Regions from separate parts of the Salmo salar genome. Here region 1 is linked to region 2. The links are chromatin contacts, called in public Hi-C maps. All regions are on one chromosome and are shown on one strand. Each heading gives the region's core, a stretch centred on a gene start, on an enhancer-like site or on the middle of the called end of the contact. The rest is flanking DNA. Distances are from core to core; before and after follow the strand shown.

The links. A called contact is a pair of places that touch in the nucleus more often than the background predicts.
Region 1: a Hi-C map of gill shows a contact between it and region 2, with 5 times the contacts expected there. The contact joins the promoter of LOC106571893 here to the enhancer-like site in region 2. A contact is called at or near these places in 2 of 3 Hi-C or Micro-C datasets (gill and muscle).

Annotation. Positions count from the first base shown.
Region 1 is chrssa15:63,868,530-63,873,525 of Ssal_v3.1, forward strand. It overlaps LOC106571893 (protein bicaudal D homolog 2), which reads right to left and starts at 1,783. Exons shown (of 12, transcript XR_006759223.1): 1 at 1,180-1,783.
Region 2 is chrssa15:63,802,082-63,806,757 of Ssal_v3.1, forward strand. The region is part of intron 10 of LOC106571893 (protein bicaudal D homolog 2); the gene reads right to left. Among protein-coding and RNA genes, the nearest start is that of LOC106571892, 16 kb to the left of the region's middle. Within about 2 kb of position 2,665, at least 2 of the 13 cell types and tissues checked have an H3K27ac peak or open chromatin away from gene starts, as enhancers often do. A contact at or near this core is called in gill, where this site is marked.

The DNA.
Region 1 (4,996 bases), core at 533-3,032, 66 kb after region 2:
CCATCCCCCTGAAAGGTGTGGTATATCAAGAAGCTGATTAAACAGCATGACCATTACACAGGTGCACCTTGTGCTGGGAACAATAAAAAGCCACGCTAAAATGTGCTGTTTTGTCACACAAGTTTTGATGGAGCGTGCAATTGGCGTGCTGACTGCAGGAATCTCCACCAGAGCTGTTGCCAGATAATTTAATGTTAATTTCTCTTCCATAAGCACCTCCAGTGTCGTTTTAGAGAATTGGGCAGCAAGTCCAACCGGCCACTCAACCACAGACCACGTGTATGGTGTCGTGTTGGTGAGCGTTTGCTGATGTCAAAGTTGTCCCATGGTGGCGGTGGGGTTATGGTATAGGGCAGGCATAAACTACGGACAATTACCACAATTGCATTTTATCGATGGCAATTTGAACGCACAGATACCGTGACGAGATTCTGAGGCCCATTGTGGTGCTATTCATCCGCCGACATCACCTTATAGCATGATAATGCACAGCTCCATGTCGCAAAGATCTGTATGCAAATCCTGGAAGCTGAAAATTACACCATTCCACAGGCCACAATCAACAGTCTGCCAGCCCGTATGCAAAGGATATGTGTCGCGCTGCATGATGCAAATGGTGGTCACACCAGATACTGACTGGTTTTCTGATCCACGGCCCTATTTTTTTTTTAAGGTATCTGTGACCAACATATGCATATCTGTATTCCCAGTCATGTGAAATCCATAGAATAGGGCCTAATGCATTTTGTCAATTGACTGATTTTATTTCAACTGTAACTCAGTAAATTCTTTTAAATTGTTAGATGTTGCGTTTATATTTTTCTTCAGTATATTTGAGTTTACATTTCAAATCCCACAGCAAATGACAATACACAACAAACACTGTATGGGCATGGAAAAAACAGAACGCATTTGTCTCTAACCCCAATACCTTCAATTAGAAAAAGCTAATTCCACAGCAGCTTGGCAAGATATTATGAAGCCTATAGCTAGAAGGGGTAGTATGGCAATAATATAAATTCACCCTGAAAGGGGAATCATTGATAGAACATAAGGCAAAGTTACAAGTACTTCATTGCCCCCCCCCCCACAAAAAAAATATATGGAATTTTATAGCTGTTTAAATGTATATTTCAATTTCATACAGCAAATACACACCGTTAAAACACTACAACGTACCTCTTTGAGCATGTCCAGTTCCTGGCGCACGGTCTCGTATTCGATCTCCAGGTCGTCATACTGATGTTGAAGCTGCTGCTTCTCCTCCAGCACTGCCAGCCCGTACTCCGCCGCCTGGATCTTCTCATGGGTGGTCTCACTCAGCTCCCGGGAAAGGCGCTCTATCTCGGCTCGCAGACACTCCGGTTCGGCCTCTAGCACGAGCATCGTTTCAGAATAGCGCTGCTCCTCCACGGACATACTGTGGATGTTGGTGATGGATCAACCTTGGCCGATGCGCCAGCTAATCCTACGACGAGGGGATGAGACGGCTTCAAGCGGGTCCAATCTTGAAGGATCGAGGAGAACCCTTTCGTTTTAATAGATTATTAGATTCTTCTGTATTTGAACTGCATGATCGGTACTCTTGCGTTTCTCGTTGCCACTTTGGGTATTGCGTTTTCGGTCATGAAGCTGTGGTTTCTTTATTTCTTCCGGCAGGAGAGGCTTGTCTGTTATCCCTACAACTGCTCCATGACTGCAGTTCCTTTGCCCTTCGCCTCTCCCCGGCTGCTCAGAGCGATTGGGGAGAAGCTGTCTAGCGCTGTCAGATCACTCAGCTGAGAGAACTAGAAGATAAGAATGGTGGTTGAAGGGAAATGTAGTACCACAAACGCCAATGCATAGATGTCAGGGAAATGCACTCATATCCCATCAGGCATTGTGTGCAGGCTAGTCTAAGGTGAAACGTGTGGAACACGGAAGCGGCATTTTATTTTCAAAGGAATGGGTCAAGAAAAGATTTGGTCACTGTGCATCTCGTGCCATCTGTCGGTTGTTTCTGTAGATTCACGATGCTGTAGTCATAGTCATAGCCTATAATAAAAGTGTTTCCAGCGGCTTTTGACAAGAGCATCACTCTCAACTTGATCAAATGACTAAAGCAGACAATAGGTTATGAACTAAATAGCCTATTGTCATTGATATTGCCATGCGTTTATTGAGGCTAGGAGCTACCGGACGCATCGTTTTTTTTGCCGTTGTGGTGGTATAACTCCAGCTGTTGGAATATGACAATATGAGCGCTTATTGTAAAGAGCGATCCGTAAGCCATCCACTGTGGGCAGAGCTAGGCATGTTGCATTGTACACGTTTTAATAGGATGATTTTTGTTTATACAATGGGCCCCCTGTTGGTCTGTATGGTCTAGTTATGCTAATAGACAATATTTGAGGCCAGTGTATTGCAGTTAATTTCGTCTTTGACTTAATAAGTAAAATATCTTTGAGTAGTAGGCCTAAACAGGGAAACAACAAGTCCCAGATCAAATTTCAATCAAATGTATTTATTAAGCCCTTCTTACATCAGATGATGTCAAAGTGCTGTACAGAAACCAAGCCTAAAACCCCAAACAGCAAACAATGCAGGTGTAGAAGCACCTGCAGGTGTAGAAGCACCAGACAGTTCTCAATAGAACATACCAAAGGGGGGAACCTGTTTAGCCCACCCCTACACACAATGTTTTTTATTTTTACATTAATACGTGTCACATATCAGTTTACAAACAATGTAAAAAATAAATTGAGTTAATAAAACCGCATACAAACATGGTCTCTTTTTTGCTTTCTTGAGTAAGACAGCTTCAAAATGCAGGTGTTTTAGCCTAGGTCAGTGCTTTCGGTGGTGCTTTCGGCAGCCAGCTGAAAATACAGAGAGGAAGGGTTGGTAATGTTCTCTAGTTGCGCAGTGATTGGCTCAGTGTTCTGTCCCTCATCGGGATACTACATCACCAAAAAATCTACAGGGAGAGCTATTGATTTACATTAGAAGTGCCATCCAAGAAGGCTCAAGGTTATTGGCCACACAAAATTACGTCAAATCACGTTATATCTACCGTAGCTTTGATTGGACTGATCATGTCAACATCATACTTTCAAAATCTTAACTAGCTAGGTAAACAAGCAGTCATCATCATGAATCAAGTCGACAATCTACTGGCAAATCCTTATGTAGCCAAATCCACATGTAGCCTATAGCCTGTTTTAGAGAAATGTCATCATCAAATATTGTAAGAGCTTTCATTGTCTGCTTATATGCCCCCTTTATTTATCTGACGGTTCTGACTTGGTGCATAGGAAGAATACTGTAAGAACGGCCCAAGTTCTGCATTCTGTCAATGTACATTTCAAAAGTGCTGAACAAATAGTTATATTGAATACATCCGTCTTAGCTCGCTCATTGTTTTAATCGAAATTACGGATTGCCTCTTATCCGCTCATAGTTTGTAGATCTCAATTGTCAGTAGAAACCACATTTGTTTAAGCAAGTCAGCCATATCAGCTATGTTTTTTAAAAAGGCAGTAAATGAGGCTGAATGAACTGTTTCGCTGCCAGACAAGGCCAGGTGTAGTGTTATGTTGTGTTGTGTAGTGACTTTGCTGGCATGCATCTAACACATTTTGGGGGAGTTTGCTCCACCAAGATTTACATGCTAAAATCGCCACTGTCTGAAATATCAATAGAGATATAATTAAATTGTGTTTTTGAAAAGATGGTCCTGGCTGAGAATAGAACATGTTTTTTTCCCACTTTGGTTTGGCACTGTTTACCACAATTTCCTGGAAAAGTCCATAGTTAACCTATACATCTCTGGATCCAATGTCATACCACTGTAACAACTTGTGAATTATTTACCCCTTTATAGAATACACTTTTTTACTCATGACTCAACGGTGTGTTACCATTAACATTGGCTGCATATCCATTGTCCTTCTCCCAAAGTGTGGACTTGCAACTTTATTCTCATCTCAGGGATTTCATAATGGTGTAAAGTAGCTCAAGCCAATGCGTACACCTATCCAATGCTTGGGCGAGGAGAGTGATGAACAATTGGTATGCAGACATTGATTTCAGCTGGCTTCATCAACAGAGGGTCTGTGTTCCAAATGGCACCCTGTTCCCTTTACATAGTGCAGTAATTTTGACCAGGGCCCATAGGTGGTGAAAAGTAGTGCATTATACAGGGAAATGTTATAGGGAATAGGGTCCCCTTTTGGATGCATTCAGCCTGATGAGCCCCACACTTCTTATTGTAAACCATTTATCCATCCCATTCGCCCAGTTAAGCAAATGAAGGAGCGAGACTGACTTTTTTTTTCACCTTTATTTAACCAGGTTGGCCAGATGAGAACAAGTTCTCATTTACAACTGCGACCTAGCCAAGATAAAGCAAAGCAGTGCGACAAAGACAACAACACAGAGTTACACATGGGATAAACAAACGTACAGTCAATAACACAATAGAAAAGAAACACAATAGAAAAATCTATATACACTGTGTGCAAATGTAGTAAGGTTAGGGAGGTAAGGCAATAAATAGGCCATAGTGGCGAAGTAATTACAATTTAGCATTAACACTGGAGTGATAGATGTGCAGATGATGATGTGCAAGTAGAGATACAAGGGTGCAAAAAGAGAACAAATAAATAACAATTTGGGGAATGAGGTATTTGGGTGGGCTATTTACAGATGGGCTGTGTACAGGTGCAGTGATCGGTAAGCTTAAAGTTAATGAGGGAGATACAGTTGAAGTTGGAAGTTTACATACACCTTAGCCAAATACATTAAACTCAGTTTTTCACAATTCCTGACATTTAATCCTAGAAAACATTCCCTGTCTTAGGTCAGTTAGGATCACCACTTTATTTTAAGAATGTGAAATGTCAGAATAATAGTAGAGAGAATGATTTATTTCAGCTTTTATTTCTTTCATCACATTCCCAGTGTGTCAGAAGTTTACATACACTCAATTAGTATTTGGCAGCATTGCCTTTAAATT
Region 2 (4,676 bases), core at 1,415-3,914:
CCATTTCTTCAGACTATCTCTCCATCTCCCCAGCACCACTCTCTTCTCCCTGGAAACCTCTCTGTCCTAAACTTTTTTGTGCTGAGCGATAAGTGCTTTTTGGAGGTCAGTTCGGTTTCGGTTCGATTATGAAAAAATAATCATGGTTTTCGATTTCGGTTTTGATACTTTTTTTAAACATGAAATGCACTATGCATTATGTGGGTTGAATGCTGTAACAATACAGAATAAAACAACTAATATAAGTCACATGATGGTTGTGAATGCCCATTACTGCTTATCACATATTAACCATAATTTATTCACATTACGTCACATTAATAAAAATGTTAAGCTGTTGTGTATATTACATTTGTTTTATTTCAAGTCATCACCTCATCTCTATAGAGCTGTTTCCTGACAAAATAGAGCTGCTTCTGACAAAATCCCAATTTTGTAGTTTTTCAATGTAAATATGGCATACTTTTATGACTGCTGAACACTATCAATCACTTAAACCAGTGGTTCCCAAACTTTAAAGGAACTTACTCTTTGTTGTAATAGTAGAATGCACAAGGTGACATTACTAAATTGGGTAGTGCATCATCAGTTCCTCATCATGAGTCATGTTAGTCATTGCATACCTTAGAGAGCTATTTATAACTTGTCAGAAATGTCCAGATCAACTATCCCATGTTAGCTAATGTTTTTTAGCTAGTTCTTTTTGCCCATAGACTTTGTCGTAATGTTCGAGTCACTAAAATATGATATGAATAAACATTAGACATGGCAAAATGTATTGAATTGCAAGAACATTTGCTTTAAAACTGCAACATTTCTCTGCACCTTACGACAAACTGTGTAGAATTGCAGGAAATATGTTTTAAATCCAAATAATTGAAAGATGTAGGTGAAAAAATAACAAAAAGGTTGGTTAATGCTCAGCACTATAAACATCCTATTCAAGTAAGAACAGTAGGAACTCATTTCACCCCCACAAGACTCACTTAAGACCTCATCTGTATTGCACTGGGGCAGTAGAAAATGTTGAGATGTATTTACTATTCACTAAAAGCCCAGCTACGCATGATTCACTTTGTACTGCTAATATCCAAACACAGTATGCATATATACGCAGAGTTTAATGGCTGAACATATATCCCATTTGAATGTATCCCGGGGTTGGGGTTTATGTGGGCTGTGTTGATGTTGACTATAACCCCTATTGGTGTAATTAACATTCATGAACAGCGAGGCTGAGGGCTGAGGTTGAAAGCAGCTCTACCCGGACGTCTGTCTGCATGACAATATGAGGAGTCTGAGCACAGAGTAAGTTAATAATAGATCACACACAAAGGAGGAAAGCTTTAACCCAACTCCAAGATCCCCCCCTGCGTCACTTTAGGAGTGGGCTAAGGGAGAGAGCAAACAAGAGAGGTGCAAAGAAATGTATGGAAGAAATACTCACCAAACTGAGATTTTCCTTCCTCTCACTATCACTCAAACAACTCTCTCCACTCTTTCTCTAGCATCAGTGTAATATAACATCAAATATCAATTCTGCCTCTCACGTTAGTGTGAAATAGCACAAGATATTAACTCTCCTGTCATCTCTCTCTCTCCATCTCTCCACGCAGATCCAAAAAACTAGGTCATGCTGCCTGGAATGTAGAGGCAGGGGTTCATATCACTGTCCACCTGCTACACCCTTCCTCTTTCATTATTAATCATTCTGCCCTTCACTCTCTCTACCTCTCTTTCCTTTCTCTGCACCTTCATATTACATCTCTCTGTCATCCTCCCTCCATCCTTCATTTATATCTCCATCATCCTTCCTCCACCCTCCTCTCTTAATGTCCTCTTCTCTGTCTGCCTCTCTCTAGCCTTTTTTCAAACTCATCTACTCTCGGTACCTGCAGTCACTCCACCCCCCCCCACCTGTCTCCATCCTGCTGACACAGCGATCTGAGATGACATTCCCCAGTGATAATGGTAGCCACACCTCTGCAGAGATCTGTGCAGTACACCACCTTGCCTTCCAGCTGTCATTCAGCATAACCCACATTGGAATGAAATTCCTGGCATCTCAGAACACTCCTTCAGTCCTACCTGCAGGACAAGAACAGTCTATATAAGGGCAATTATAGGTTACTCTGAATCTAAATGTGGGACAAAAACACTCCCTGTTCTATCTGGTGGATTGAAATGTTTCCTCTACACTTCCAAGTGTCAATTACAATCTACAATGAGTGGAAAAGACATTAGGAACACCTTCCTAATATTGAGTTGCACCCCCTTTTGCCCTCAGAACAGCCTCAATTCATCAGGGCATGGACTTTACAAGGAGTCGAAAGTTGAACTGATGTCTGTGCCCAGTGCGTCTTCTCATACGTCACATAGGCTCGTTGAAGAGTTGTGTTATTGCACATGGGCGCTCCCCATGATGTATACATCCTCTCCCCCACATACACAAACACAAACCCAGCCCCCCCTCGTGGGCGTGCAGTCGGACTCCCACTGGGGGACACACCCAGACAAAGGGGATCAGTGCAGCTTCATTTGACCCAGTGTGAGATGGCGAATGGGGGGGTTCCCAGGGGTCGCAGTGCCCTTTAAGATGGACCAGCCATGCTGGGTGGAGGGTGAAAGAGGGCGTGGGTTTTCCCGGGAAAAAATATGGGCTTCCATTCTAGGGATGAAGGGATACAATGGGGCCCTTCTTGGCCTGATAGAGAGGGACTGGAGGGCCACAATGGCCCTGGGTGGCGGCTGGCCCTTTGTAGAAGAACAGTCTCCACATTCAGAGTAGTGTGGAACAGAGGCTCCATGTCTCAGATGATCTACAGTAGCCACGGGTCACGAGACACATACAGGCTTACTGCACACACATGCTCTCAGAGTATAACGTGCACAGCATACACTCATATCCACACCCACGCACTGCATGAAACACGATGAAACGTTCATAGGGAAGGGTATGGACTACACTGACAGGCACATACCACAGGAGGTTGGTGGCATCTTAATTGGGGAGGACGGGCACGTGGTAATGGCTGGAGCGGAATAAGTGGAAAGGTTATTATGAGCCGTCCTGCCCTCAGCAGACTCCTGTGTAGAAACACAGCACTACAGCACATTTGTTTGTCACATGGAGTGTGAACACAGACACACACTCGCCTCAGCTGTTCTCTGGCTATGTGGGAACAGCATTGGTCATTGTGGAGGAGGTTGAGTGAGAGGATTTAGGAGGGAGGAGAGGGGAGATAAAGAAGGAATAAAATAACCAACAATGAAAGTAAGAACAAAATGGGAATCAGAGAAACACAAAGAGATAGAATGAGAGTGTGTGCCTGTTCAATTTGACTGGGGGAAGGCTGTTTGATTCGTTGCATGTATAGTGCCTAGAGCCTGCTAAGAGCAGGCATGTTCAGGCAGTGCTTAATTGGAGTCCAATCCTGCACCTCTCCATTTTCAACTGTTTTGGTGCGGAATCTATTTGGCCGGATCCGGTAACTTTCGTGGCATGATTTTTCCTTCTCACTTTTTTAAATGTAAAAATGATAATAAAAGCGATCAACGTTCATATGAGTTGCCTCTTCGTTAATTGTCCTGCCCCCACAAAAAAACGTAATGTGAAAAAGTTGATTTTAAGTCCTGGCCTAATATTTGTATGTTTGAGACCAACGGGTGGCCGTGGCTGTGTGAGCACGACTGTATCTCTCACATAACTAGAATGAGATTAACTTTCTACGATCTCTCTCCCGCTCTGCTCTGATAAACATGAGCCTGTAACTCTCCAGCGGTGCACTTCATCATTTATTTACTTATAGAATCATACCCGCGCAAAGGGTTCTGGTGGAACTGCAGCACCCATGATAAATTGAAATACATTTGCCAAAGTTATAGAATTACTACTGTCTGTTCAGAAAATGTTTTAATCACTCAGAATAGCCTACTACACAATGATAAGGCCTATAATTTAGCCACAGAGGATCAATAGCTTTTTTTTTTTTTTATTGCCTGGCTGTGGATTGTAGTCCAATAACAACGAATAGCCTACAGTCGGGAACCCACTACAAATCTGTCAGTGAATAAACAGCATGCAGAAAAAACAGGCCTTACGCAACATTTAAAAAACAATCGAGGGAAAACAAAGGTTGGAAAGCGAATGGCTCCTGCTGAAAAGAGAAGACGCAAAATATTTGATCAACTTCCAAATATTGTTTTACAAAGTAAAACGAGAGAGAGAGAGGCTTTTGGCACGAGCGCATCGGCCATCACCAACGAGTGAGCTGCGCATCATTGGGTGAGTCAGTGAAACTGGAAAGCATTTAAGGACTACAGCTCAGAACTCCCCCACACCCCTCTCTCTTGCTCACTTTTTTTTCCCGGCACCTCCCAATTTCCAAAAGAAGCACTGGTCTTAAGAATGTAAGAGACTGGGTCTTACTGTAAACTAAATAACACAGTCCACAGCTGGAGTACAACACACATACACAAGATGGAGACGTACAAACTGACACAGAATACACATATTAGGAGCTTGCATTATACAAAAGAGTCACACAGAGATTTGCACATTCAATCAGTCCCACTCCATTCACTCTAACTCTCTCACTTTGAGGCCACACACTCGAAACTAAGGCAGTCCACTGAAAATCTCAGGAATCCCCAAATCTACATTTAAGTCGACAGAG